Linked DNA regions of Rattus norvegicus: region 1 is linked to region 2. Evidence: chromatin contacts called from public Hi-C data. All regions are on one chromosome and are shown on one strand. Each heading gives the region's core, a stretch centred on a gene start, on an enhancer-like site or on the middle of the called end of the contact. The rest is flanking DNA. Distances are from core to core; before and after follow the strand shown.

Region 1 (5,539 bases), core at 2,386-4,885, 62 kb before region 2:
CCTTGAACTCACAGAGATCTGCCTGCCTCTGCCTCCTGTGTGCTGGGATTAAAGGCATGTGCCACCGTGCCTAGGTATTAATGAGTTTTATTTGGGAATGACTCATCTGCCTCACCAAAGCCCACCATAGCATGAATCACAGCTCTAGAAACCTGGGGTACACTGCACAACTTGCAGGCATCTGGGATAGTTAGGAAGAGCCTTCTCCAGGTGGCTAGACTTTTCTGAGATTATCTCCCACCATCCTTTTTGCTTCTAAAAGCTTGGGGGAAGAATAGTGCTATAGAATGTGGTCAATTTCAGGGACTTCCTGAAGCTATTGAGTTGTTAAACAGCTTAGCTCTGAGATGGGGCCTTTGTTGTCTTCTCTGAAGATGGAAATTGGCACAGAACCCTGTGATAGGGTGCAGGCCCCATGAGAAGCCTAAACAGTATTTGTCATGGCAGCTTCAGGCAGGTCAAGGGAGGATCTGGTACCCAGCAGGGACTTGGTATTTGCTGAAGTAAACACTGGGTAATGTGAAGTTGCTGAAAATTCCTCCAAAAGTTTATACTATAGCCTGGGCACAGTGGCTTTCTGCCTGGTCTGTATATTGAACCACTTAGGGAGCTTTAAAAATTAACAGCCTTGGGACTGGCTCAGTCGATAAAGTACCTGTCCGTGAGGACCCGAGTTCACATCCTCAGCACCTATGCACAGCCGCAGGAATGAAGCTGGCAAACTGGCACAGCAGGTAAAGGTGCTTGCCCACAAGCCAGAGGGCCCAGGTTTGATCCCTGAATTCACTCGGAGAAAGACAGAACCAGCTCCTGCAACATGACCTCTGCACGACGTATGCATGTGTGGTGCACACCTGTATCTCGCACAAGATAAATACATGTAGACGTAACTTCGAAATATTTTTAATTTATGTGGGAGTATTTTGCACACATGTATGTCTGTGAACCATGTGCCCGCCCTGTGCCTGGGACAGCAGGAACACAAAGCTGAGCCCTCCAACTCCTGGAGCTGGAGTTACAGACACGTTAGGTCCCAAAGAAACCCAGGACAAATGGCTAACAGAGGTGCCTAGTATCCTGTGAAAGCTGATGATGGCTGCCAGGCTCCTCTATCATTGCAAGTACAGTTTCCAGAGGCCCTGCTCCTCTGCTCTTCTCAGCCCTACCCCCTACCCCAAACCTCTCCACCTCCTGGGCTTCTTTCCCCCCAGCTTTTTGGCCATGGGCTTCCTTAGCCTCTTGGTTCTCTCACTCCCATGATTCCTCCTGGTTCTTCCCTCTCTCCTGGGCTCCTCTCTGGTCCCTATTTTCTCTTCCTCTCTCACTCTCCTCCCACCTCCTCCTCTCATGGCCCTGATCAGTCTGCTGGCCATGTTCAGTCTGGAGCCTTTCAGAGGCCCCTGGATGTTCTCACCCTCATATCTACACAAAAATCCTTCTCAACCACACATAGGAGCGGTCATGTCCTCATTGTCATTCAAGATGCTTGTGAGCCTCTCTGTGGATCCTAGGAATTGAGTCCATGTCTTCTGAAAGAGCAAACCAGTACTCTTAGCCACAGAGGTACCATTCCACCATCCCTCCAGCCAGGCCCACTCATTTTTTGGGGGGGGAGGAGCACATTTTCTGGAAGAGCATTCAGTGTTCTTTTTTTTTTTCCTCCGGAGCTGAGGACCGAACCCAGGGCCTTGTGCTTGCTAGGCAAGCGCTCTACCACTGAGCTAAATCCCCAACCCTTTTTGGCATTTTCAATACAGGGTTTCTCTGTGTACCCTTCTTAGAACTCGATCTATAGATCAGCCTGTCCTTGAACTCAGATATCCACCTGCCAATGCTTCCCAAAATCTAGAATTAAAGGTGTGTGCCACAACCACCTAGCATCTCTCTCTCTCTCTCTCTCTCTCAGAAGAAGAAGCCAGAGGGTCTGGAGAGAAGGTTCAAAGTTTAAAGGAATTGGGCGCCAAGCCTGATGACCTGAATTTGATTTTCAGGACCCACATGCTGTAAGGAGAGAACTGAATCCTACTAGATATTCTTTTTTTTTTTTTTTTTGGTTCTTTTTTTTCGGAGCTGGGGATCGAACCCAGAGCCTTGCGCTTGCTAGGCAAGCGCTCTACCACTGAGCTAAATCCCCAACCCCCCTGCAAGATAATTCTTAACTCCTAAGAGTCCTATGGCATGAATGCATGCCTGTATGCACAGACACAGACACACACACAGACACACACACACAGACACACACACACACACACACAGACACACACAGACACACAGACACACACACACACGCATATGCATGTGCACTCCCACACACATATACCAAACACACACATATTTTAAAAAATTAAAGTCCTAACTGGGTGGTGGTGGTGCATATCTTAATCCCAGCACTCAGGAGGCAGAGGCAGGTGGGTCTCCGTGAGTTTGAGGCCAGCTGGTTCTACAGAGTTCCAGCACAGCCAGGGCTACACAGACAAACCCTGTCTTGAAAAACAAAGGTGTTTCTGGCCAATGGCTGTTTTGGTCAAGCTTGCAATCCTAGCACTTGGGAGGCTGGGCCGCTGGAGGACCAGGAAGTCAAGATAGTCCTCAGATACACAGAGTTTGATGCCACCAGCCTGGATTAAATGAGACCCTGTCTCAAAAACAAAACAGAACAAGACAAAAACCTTAAGTCTTCCTTGTGAACCTCAAGGCTGAAGGACAGGTGTTGAGAGCAGTGGCCAGGCTCCCAGGGTGATTCTGGGCTGCTGGAGCCTCGGAGAACAGGGGCTCTCAGGCCCAGGGGGCCCTGAGGGACTTCATTTTGATTTGCATATGAGAATCTGAATTAACAGCTCTGCTGGAGAGGAGTGGGGCCTGGACAGAGGTGGCCTTAAGGGTGAATGGGCACATTGATCCAAGAGAGAAAGTGAGAGCCTCAACAAGGGGATGGGGGGAGGGGGCTTTCCAGGGGACTTCGGAAGGCACAGTCAACCGGATCAGTGGTTGCGAGTGTGTTGGGGGTAGGGGGACCAGGACAGTCCCAACTTCTGACTTGGGCAGCCTGGGTCTCTACTGACTTTCTACCAGCCCAGGGTTTTTGCTTCAGGTGCTGAGTAATTCTGTTACTTTCATTTCTTCTTCATGGTCTTTCTATTCGTTCCACTTGTGTGAGGCAGGGACTATGCTGCTGATGCACACACAGACACACACAGACACAGACACACAGACACACACACACACACACACACACACACACACACACACACACACACACACACACACACACCACACGCACACAAGAACTCTCCCATGTTTACGGAACTACAAATGTGAGCATCAGGAGTGGGGGGAGTAGATGAAACCACAGAGTTAGAAGGCTACCCCTGCCCCAGCCCAGCCAGATAGGACTGGTTTTCAAGGGAAGTTGTGAAAGCGCCTGATTTAAAACTGACAATTGGTTGGATCTCCCACTCGCTGTGAGAGCAAACAAAGACTGCCAGCGGGCTGTACAGAGCCCACACGCTGCTACCTCAGCTCCAGCCTTCCTGTGCTCCCTGGAGCAAAATATTTATCAAGTGCTGCACTGCCTGGAGCTCTTTCTGTCCCGGTCACGTTCACGGCTCTGTGGCAGCAAGCCTGCTGGCTCGGCAGTCCTGTCAGGACTGAATCGAATCTGCTGAGGTTAGCCCTGGTGCCGCTGTGCCTTTCAGTCAGATCCTCCCCAGCAGCAGTGGGTGAGTATCTACAGAACTTTCTTCTTGGGCAGGAGAGAGGGATCTGTTCTTGCAGAGGAAAACGCCTATGCCAGGTGGCTCACAACCAATTATAACGCCTTCTAAACACGCACATAGCATGCACACACAAAACACGTGATTTAAAGTAAATACATCTAACAAGCGCAAGGCCCTGGGTTCGGTCCCCAGCTCCGAAAAAAAGAAAAGGAAAAAAAATGTATTTATTTTTTTTTTCCTTTTTCTTTTTTTCGGAGCTGGGGACCGCACCCAGCTAAATCCCCAATCCCAATAAATACATTTTTTAAAAACCTTTCTTTTTCCCCAACTTTTTTTTTTTTTTTTTTGAGACAGAATCTCATGTAGTCCAGGCTGACCTCAAGCTCATTGTGGAGCCAAGGATGGATTTCAAGTTTCTGATCCTCCTGCCTCTACCTCATGAGTTCTAGGACCATAGGTGTGTACCACTAAGACCAGTTTTAGACAGTGTTGGAGACCGAACCAGGGCTGTGTGCATGCCAGCCAAAGGACTACCACCCAAGCCACACTCCCAGCCCCCTCCACAGAATATTCGTTCCCAGCCCTTTAGATCCTCCTCCGGGTACTGTCAGATTAAGGATAGGATTTTATTTTATTTTATTTGAGTGGTACTATACCCATCCACTACACCAGACTCCTTAGTTAGGGTTAAGCTGTTTGCATACCTCAGGGGACCCAGAGTCCAGCCCATCACCCTGAGTCATCTCATGATAAATGTTAGAATGGGCCAGGGAGTATGGCTTAGCGGTAAAGCACGTGGCCTAGCATGTGTGAGCCGCTTGCGTTCATGGTCTGGAGAGAAGGCTCAGTGTAGCACTTGTGCTCTTTCAGAGGACTCAGATTTGGTCCCAGCATGAACATGGCGGCTCACGCCATTGTCAGCTGTAACTAAGAAGAGAAAATAGAAAGAAGCATTGGATTTCTTTCTTTTTTTTTTTTTTTTTTTTTGGTTCTTTTTTTTCGGAGCTGGGGACCGAACCCAGGGCCTTGCGCTTCCTAGGTAAGCGCTCTACCACTGAGCTAAATCCCCAGCCCCAAGCATTGGATTTCTTAAAAAGTGAAAGGATGAATGCAGAGCCCGTCTTTAGGGCATTTTATGAATTACTGACTGATGGGGGAGGGTGCTGCCCAGTATGACTGGCACCAATAGACAGGCAGTCCTGGGTTCTGTAAGAAAGCAGGCTGAGCAAGCCATGAAGAGCAATCCAGTAAGCAGCATCCCTCCATGGCTTCTGCATCAGCTCCTGCTCCAGGTTCCTGCCCTGCTTGAGTTCCTATCCTGACTTCCCCTCAGTGATGAACTAGGATGTGGAAGTGTAAGCCTTCCCACTGGGTGGTTGCAGGCATGAGGTGCAGGAAAAGAAAAACAAAAACAAAAATAACAAAATAACACGACAAGGCCCTGAAGCTTATGGTTTACCATGCGGAATTGTTTCTGTTTGTTTGTTTTGTTTTTGTTTTTCTGACACAGTTTCTCTGTGTAGCTCTTGGATGTCCTGGAACTAGCTCTGTAGACCAGGCTAGCCTCCAAGTCAGGGATTCACCTGCCTCTGCCTCCTGAGTGCTGGGCTTTAAGGCTTATACCACCACTGCCAGGCTATTCAAGAGCTCTTAACTTATTTTGTGCTATTTGAAATTCTTCTAAGAGCTTGAGATTTCACTGCAAACAGAAATCATCCATGTTGAAATGCTACTGAAATGATTTTTATTGCCAAATATTATTTGCACAAAGGAGTTTAATTATGACAAACTATAGACAGTTATAACTTACTTGTTTTCTTATG
Region 2 (5,517 bases), core at 2,514-5,013:
TCCCTGAGGCCTTCTCCATGGCTTGGACCATCTGCAGGACCGAATAGCCTGTGCCCGTGCCCAGGTTGTAGATCTGCCCAAGAGAACAGATGTTGAACGGAGTCTCCTTCACCCTGTGCGCTCCCTTCACCCTGTATTCCAACCGTTTCCTCCCTGAATTCCCTACCCGGCAACCACACTGCTCCTTCAGCTTCTTCAAGGCTGCTATATGGCCCTTGGCCAGATCCACCACATGAATGTAATCCCTCACACCTGTAGAGGAAGTGCTCACATGGGAAGTTTGTCCTCCTCCCCCCCTTTCCATTCCCATTTCCCTCCTTACCCCGACTCCTAGGCTCACCTGTCCCATCCTCCGTAGCGTAGTCATCACCAAAGACATTCAGGGCCTCTCGTCGCCCGATTGCCACCTAGGGCAGAGGTCAGGTCAACTTCCGAGGCCTGGCATCGATGGTAAACTGAGACACCCCACCCCCACCCCGGGTTGCCCCGCTACCTGGGAGACATAGGGCATGAGGTTGTTGGGGATACCCTGAGGATCTTCGCCGATGCGGCCAGAGGCATGGGCGCCTATGGGGTTGAAGTACCGAAGCAGCACAGCGTTCCAGGCCTGCGTGGTACAGGTCCGATGGTGGAGCCGGGGCGCACGGAGTGAGTCCCAACTCCACCCACGGCCGTCTACCTCCCTGTGTTTGTCCTGTGTTCTCTACCAATGAGCAAGGGATGGTGCCTGCGTACCAGCTGCTGAGACCTTGGGCAGCCTCTGTGTCCTTGTCCCGAGAGTGCCCGAGATGCCAATTCTGGCCTTAAGGGGGGCAGTGAACAGAGCGAAGAGTGGGGCGAGGGGTCCTCACCGTGTCTGCCCGGCACAGGTCCTGGATCATCTCTTCAATGAAGAACTTGGACTTGCCGTAGGGGTTGGTACAGCCCCCGGTGGGGTGGGCCTCGTCCAGAGGCAGGTACTGGGGGTTCCCATACACGGTGGCTGAGCTGCTGAAGACCAGACTCTTCACCCCATGGGCCCTCATGATCTGGCCGTGGAGGGGAGGGTCAGTGGCCTGTGCCTCACGGGTAAGTCCCACTTGTTACCCCACCCGAGGAGGGTGGAGCTGAGGCGAAGGGCATCAGTTACAGAGAGAGAAACAGGCTGGGGGGTAAAGAAAGGCATGTGTCCGAGATAGTCCAGCTTGGGTCCTCTCTGACTCTCGCACACAGGCCCTTACTGTGGCCAGCATGCCAGACAGCCTGGGGCCCAGCTGGGGTCTGTGTCCCCTTCCCCTTACCTCCAGGAGCTGGATGGTCCCTGTTAGGTTAACTCTGTAGTAATCCAGAGGCTTCTGCACTGACTCGCCCACAGCCTTGAGCCCAGCAAAGTGGATGACAGCCTTAAAATTGTGCTGCAGGGGTAAAGCCAGGGTCGGGGGATGCTGTGCGGGACTTGGCGATGCTGCTCCTACCGGCTAAGCAGCATCTGCCCCAAACTCACAAAGATCTGCCTACCCCTGCCTCCCAAGTGCTGGGTTTAAAGGTGTGGTCTAAATTCCTAGCTAGTACCTACCTTCTTTTTTTTTTTTTTTCTTTTTTTTTTTTTTTCCTTTTCTTTTTTTTTCGGAGCTGGGGACGGAATCCAGGGCCTTGCGTTTGCTAGGCAAGCGCTCTACCACTGAGCTAAATCCCCAACCCCCTTTTTTTTTTTTTTTTTTTTTTAAGATTTATTTATTTATTTAATGTTCATGAGTACCCTGTCGCTGTCTTCAGACACCAGAAGAGAGCATCAGATCCCATTACAGATGGTTGTGAGCCACCACGTGGCTGCTGGGAATTGAACTCAGGACCTCTGGAAGGGGTCAGTGCTCTTAACCACTGCTCCAGCCCAGCACTTACCTTCTTAAAGAGGTGCTGTAGGGCTGCCTGGTCCAAGATGTCCATCTCCTCAAACTCCACAGAGCGGCCTGTCAGCTCCTGGACCCGGCGCAGGCTCTCAGGCATGGAGTCTTCTCCTGGTGGGGCACGCGGAAGCGTTCAACATTAGAAAAGTGGGTCCTGTATCCAACCCCTCCAGAAACCACCACTCACTCATCCCCATCCAGCTCCACTCACCACGAATGGAATTGTGGAAGTTGTCGATGACCACAGGCGAGTAGCCCGCCTCCAGCAGCTCCAACACTGTGTGGCTACCGATGTAGCCAGCCCCGCCCGTGACGAGCACCTTCTCCTCCATGGCGCCTGCGTAGAAGACAGAGTTTCAGAGGTGGCTGAGGCTGTCGGTCAGGGCCTCACTCCAGCTAGATGCTGGACCCTTCACTTCATCTCGGAGGATTCAGTGGTGACCCTAGTTTAAGGAGCGGCTCCAGAATGAGTCCTGGGTCTAACTAGATAACTATCAGATTCTGGCCGTAGGGGCCGATGTTTCGAACCCTCTCCAGGCCACAGTTTTCATCTCTAGAACTAATTATTACACACACACCATGTATTAGGAAGTCCCAACGAAGCGATTTAAAGGTCTGCCACTTGTATACGTAGGAGTCAGACACACCATCTTGTCTAGTTCCTGTTGACATAGGGAGTTTTGAAGACCCACCCTTCCTGCCTCCATGTCTGGAGAATGGGCAGTCTCAGACAGAAGAACGTGGCTTCAGGATGGGAGGCTAGGATTCAACCAAGGGGCCTGTCCCTGTAAACTAAGGTCTTTTCCCAGGAGAAAAAGGTCCCTGGGTTTGATGACTAATACCTAGTCTCCAACAACTGTCCCGAGAACGATCAGTTGGGAGGAAGCAGTAAAAACACCAAACGGCTTCAAGGGTGGGGTCCTTAGCCAAGAAGGCTGTGCCTAGTTCTGAGGCTGCAGTACCAACAGCCCTGGAGTGGGTAGGGCTTCACCCCATCCTGGGGCAGCCAATAGCTCAGCTTTGGCTCAGCTGGGTCACTCCTGGCTTGAAGCAACAGATCCCGCCCAACTAGGGCAGCACGGAGTCGTGTCGACGTGGATTTGGCCTCGCACTCCACTGCCAGGTGTGCATCCCCACCCTAAGCAAACTGCTGGGCGGACAGGAAGGAAATCCACACACTGAGGCCTTTCATTCTCACGTCCTGGCTCGCTGCCGTCTTTCTCCAAGCTGCCTCAAGTTTCTGCTGAGGTTATTCTGCTGCAACCCACTGCACTGCATCCAAGTGCGTCCAGGAATCACTACCCCGCACTTGTGCGTTATTTTCCCAACATCTGGATGAGGCAGGTACTAGCTAGCATTTGGTACTAGGATCAGAGCCTGAATGCAGTCACTGGTCTGGGGTCACACAGCAGTAAGAACCGCCTGAGTGAGATCCCCGGTCTCTACAGTTCCCGCATTGCTCGAGGACGCGGTGAAGCGGGCGCTGAGGGGGCCCTGGAGGCAGAAAGGCTGCTCTGAGGTCGCTCCGCTCCCGACTAGGGGGTGACCTTGGTCAGCAGTCCCCTCCACAGTTTTCGTGGTCTGTACAAGGGAGGAGAGCGGGTGCTGACTTTCAACACCACGGGCGAGGCGGAGCTTAGCTCTGGACTTCGGTTCTGAGCTGGGACTCGGGAAGCGGGGCCCCGAATGAATGGGCTTGGGTGGCCCCCACTATGGCTATGGAAAACACGAGCAGAAGGGGTGAGCCTGGCCCTGTTCCGAACACGAACCGACCCTCCTGGAACTCCCTCGCTCCCCACCAACCACTGGCCCTTCCGAGCTCACTAAGCCCTTCATTCTACCAGTCGAACCTGCAGAGGATCCAGCGCAGACTCCAGGCACCGCCTCCCGCGACCAGCGCAGCGGCTCCTTTAAGACCTGACAGCCCAGCCTGACCCCGCCTCCTCCACGCCCTCCAGGAAACGTGTGTACTCGGTTGCCCACTCTACGGCGGCCCTGGAGGGACAAATGGCTTGCACAGGCTTTAAGCGACTGCGCAGTGCGTTTCCATTGAGGGCGGAAATGAGGGGTACGGACCCCATCCGGTGACCGGCGGGCTGCGGAGGAGAAACCCGGTCAAGACTGGGGTCTTCCTAGTCCCCAGCCCTGACAGCTGCGTCTCTCCACTTTGGGCCATTGTTTCCCCCGTACGTGTCAAATCCTTTGTCGGGCTGCTCTAATTGGAAGGCATAGCTGGCCCGGGCTGCGACCTGGATCCAAGTCCACCTGGGAACAAACCAGGATGGGGAAGGAACCTTTAAATTCACGGTAGCGATTGCTATGCCCATCGCTGAGCCGCCACCTCCCTCCCCCAAAGGTGTGTGTGCGCACCCGCCACTGTCAAGACAGTTTGGTCTGGGTTTAAAATACAAAGCGAGGCTGAAAGATGGCCCAGAGCCCTTTCTCCTGCAGAGTCTTGTTTCCAGCACCCACATACCGCCTATCATTCCATGGGACGCTATGCCCGCTTCTGACCTTCAAGGTACATACCTTACATACCTGCCATTCTCTCACAAATACGTAAATAAAAAGTAATCTTTCCTGGTAGCACAGGCCTTCAATCCCAGCACTTGGGAAGCAGAAGCAGACGGATTTCAGTGAGTTGCAAGGTCAGTCTGCTCTACACAGTGGGTTTGAGACCAGCCACAGATAAATAATGAAAGATGAGGCTAGAAGACAGCTAGCCCATCAGTTAAGGTCACTTACTATTGCTCTTCATAACCCCCTGTAACTGTGGGGATTTTCTCCCGCATCCACACACTTTGGTTTGGTTGATTGGTTTGGTTTAGCTTTGGTTTTTTGAGACGGGGTGGGGGGTAGGGATGGGGGTGGTATGTGTGTGTGTGTGTCTGTCTGTCTGTATAGCCCTGGCTGTTCTGGAACTCCTCTATAGACCAGTCTGGCCTTGAACTCAGGAATCCACCTGCCTTCTGCTTCCTGAATGCTGGGATTAAAGGCGAGTGATGTCCTCCCCACTCCCCACCTCCAGCATATAATTTGTTTTAAGTGGGGGAGAAGGCTGAACAGTTAAGAGCCGGTGCTGGTGCTCCTTTTGCTACGGACCTGAGCACTGTTCTCAGCACCGAGCCTGCATGACTCTCAGCTGTGGACAGTGCCAGGTGGTCCCACACCCTCTTCTGGACTCCTCATCCCCTGTATTTGCATATGCACACACAGACATGTATACATATCCATGCGTATACATAATTAAAAATAAGTCTTAATTTTTAAAGCTGGTTTGGCACACGCCTTTAATCCCAGCACTCAGGAGCCAGAGGCAGGCAGATCTCTGAGTTTGAGGGAAGCCTGGATTTCAGAGTTCCAGGACAGCCAGGGCTACCCAGAGAAACCCTCAAAAAATAAAAATGATTTCAAGCTGCACATTGTCTAAGTTTGTTATCTTAGCACTCTGGAAGCAGAGACGATGGCTCACTGGCCAGTCTAGCTTCCTTAGATAGTAACAGACCAATAAGAGCCGTCTTACTGCTCTGGGGACAGACACAGTCTCAGAAGCAGCTCCTTGGGTGTCCTGGCCAGCCACCATGTTGGTCTCAGGAACAGACGCACAGCTCTGATCTCCAGTCACTGGTCT

What was found. A called contact is a pair of places that touch in the nucleus more often than the background predicts.
Region 1: a contact with region 2 is called in a Hi-C map of liver, with 2.2 times the contacts expected there. The contact joins the enhancer-like site here to the promoter of Gale in region 2. A contact is called at or near these places in 5 of 12 Hi-C or Micro-C datasets (the Rat2 cell line, kidney, liver and 1 more).

The regions. Positions count from the first base shown.
Region 1 is chr5:153,537,242-153,542,780 of GRCr8, reverse strand. The region is part of intron 1 of LOC134487012 (a long non-coding RNA gene); the gene reads right to left. Among named protein-coding and RNA genes, the nearest start is that of Eloa, 9.7 kb to the right of the region's middle. Within about 2 kb of position 3,635, at least 14 of the 93 cell types and tissues checked have an H3K27ac peak or open chromatin away from gene starts, as enhancers often do. A contact at or near this core is called in liver, where this site is marked.
Region 2 is chr5:153,475,666-153,481,182 of GRCr8, reverse strand. Gale (UDP-galactose-4-epimerase) reads right to left here and starts at 3,763. Exons shown (of 11, transcript NM_080783.2): 1 at 3,737-3,763; 2 at 2,098-2,223; 3 at 1,882-1,997; 4 at 1,281-1,394; 5 at 852-1,028; 6 at 494-607; 7 at 341-407; 8 at 167-252; 9 at 1-73. The coding sequence starts at 2,218.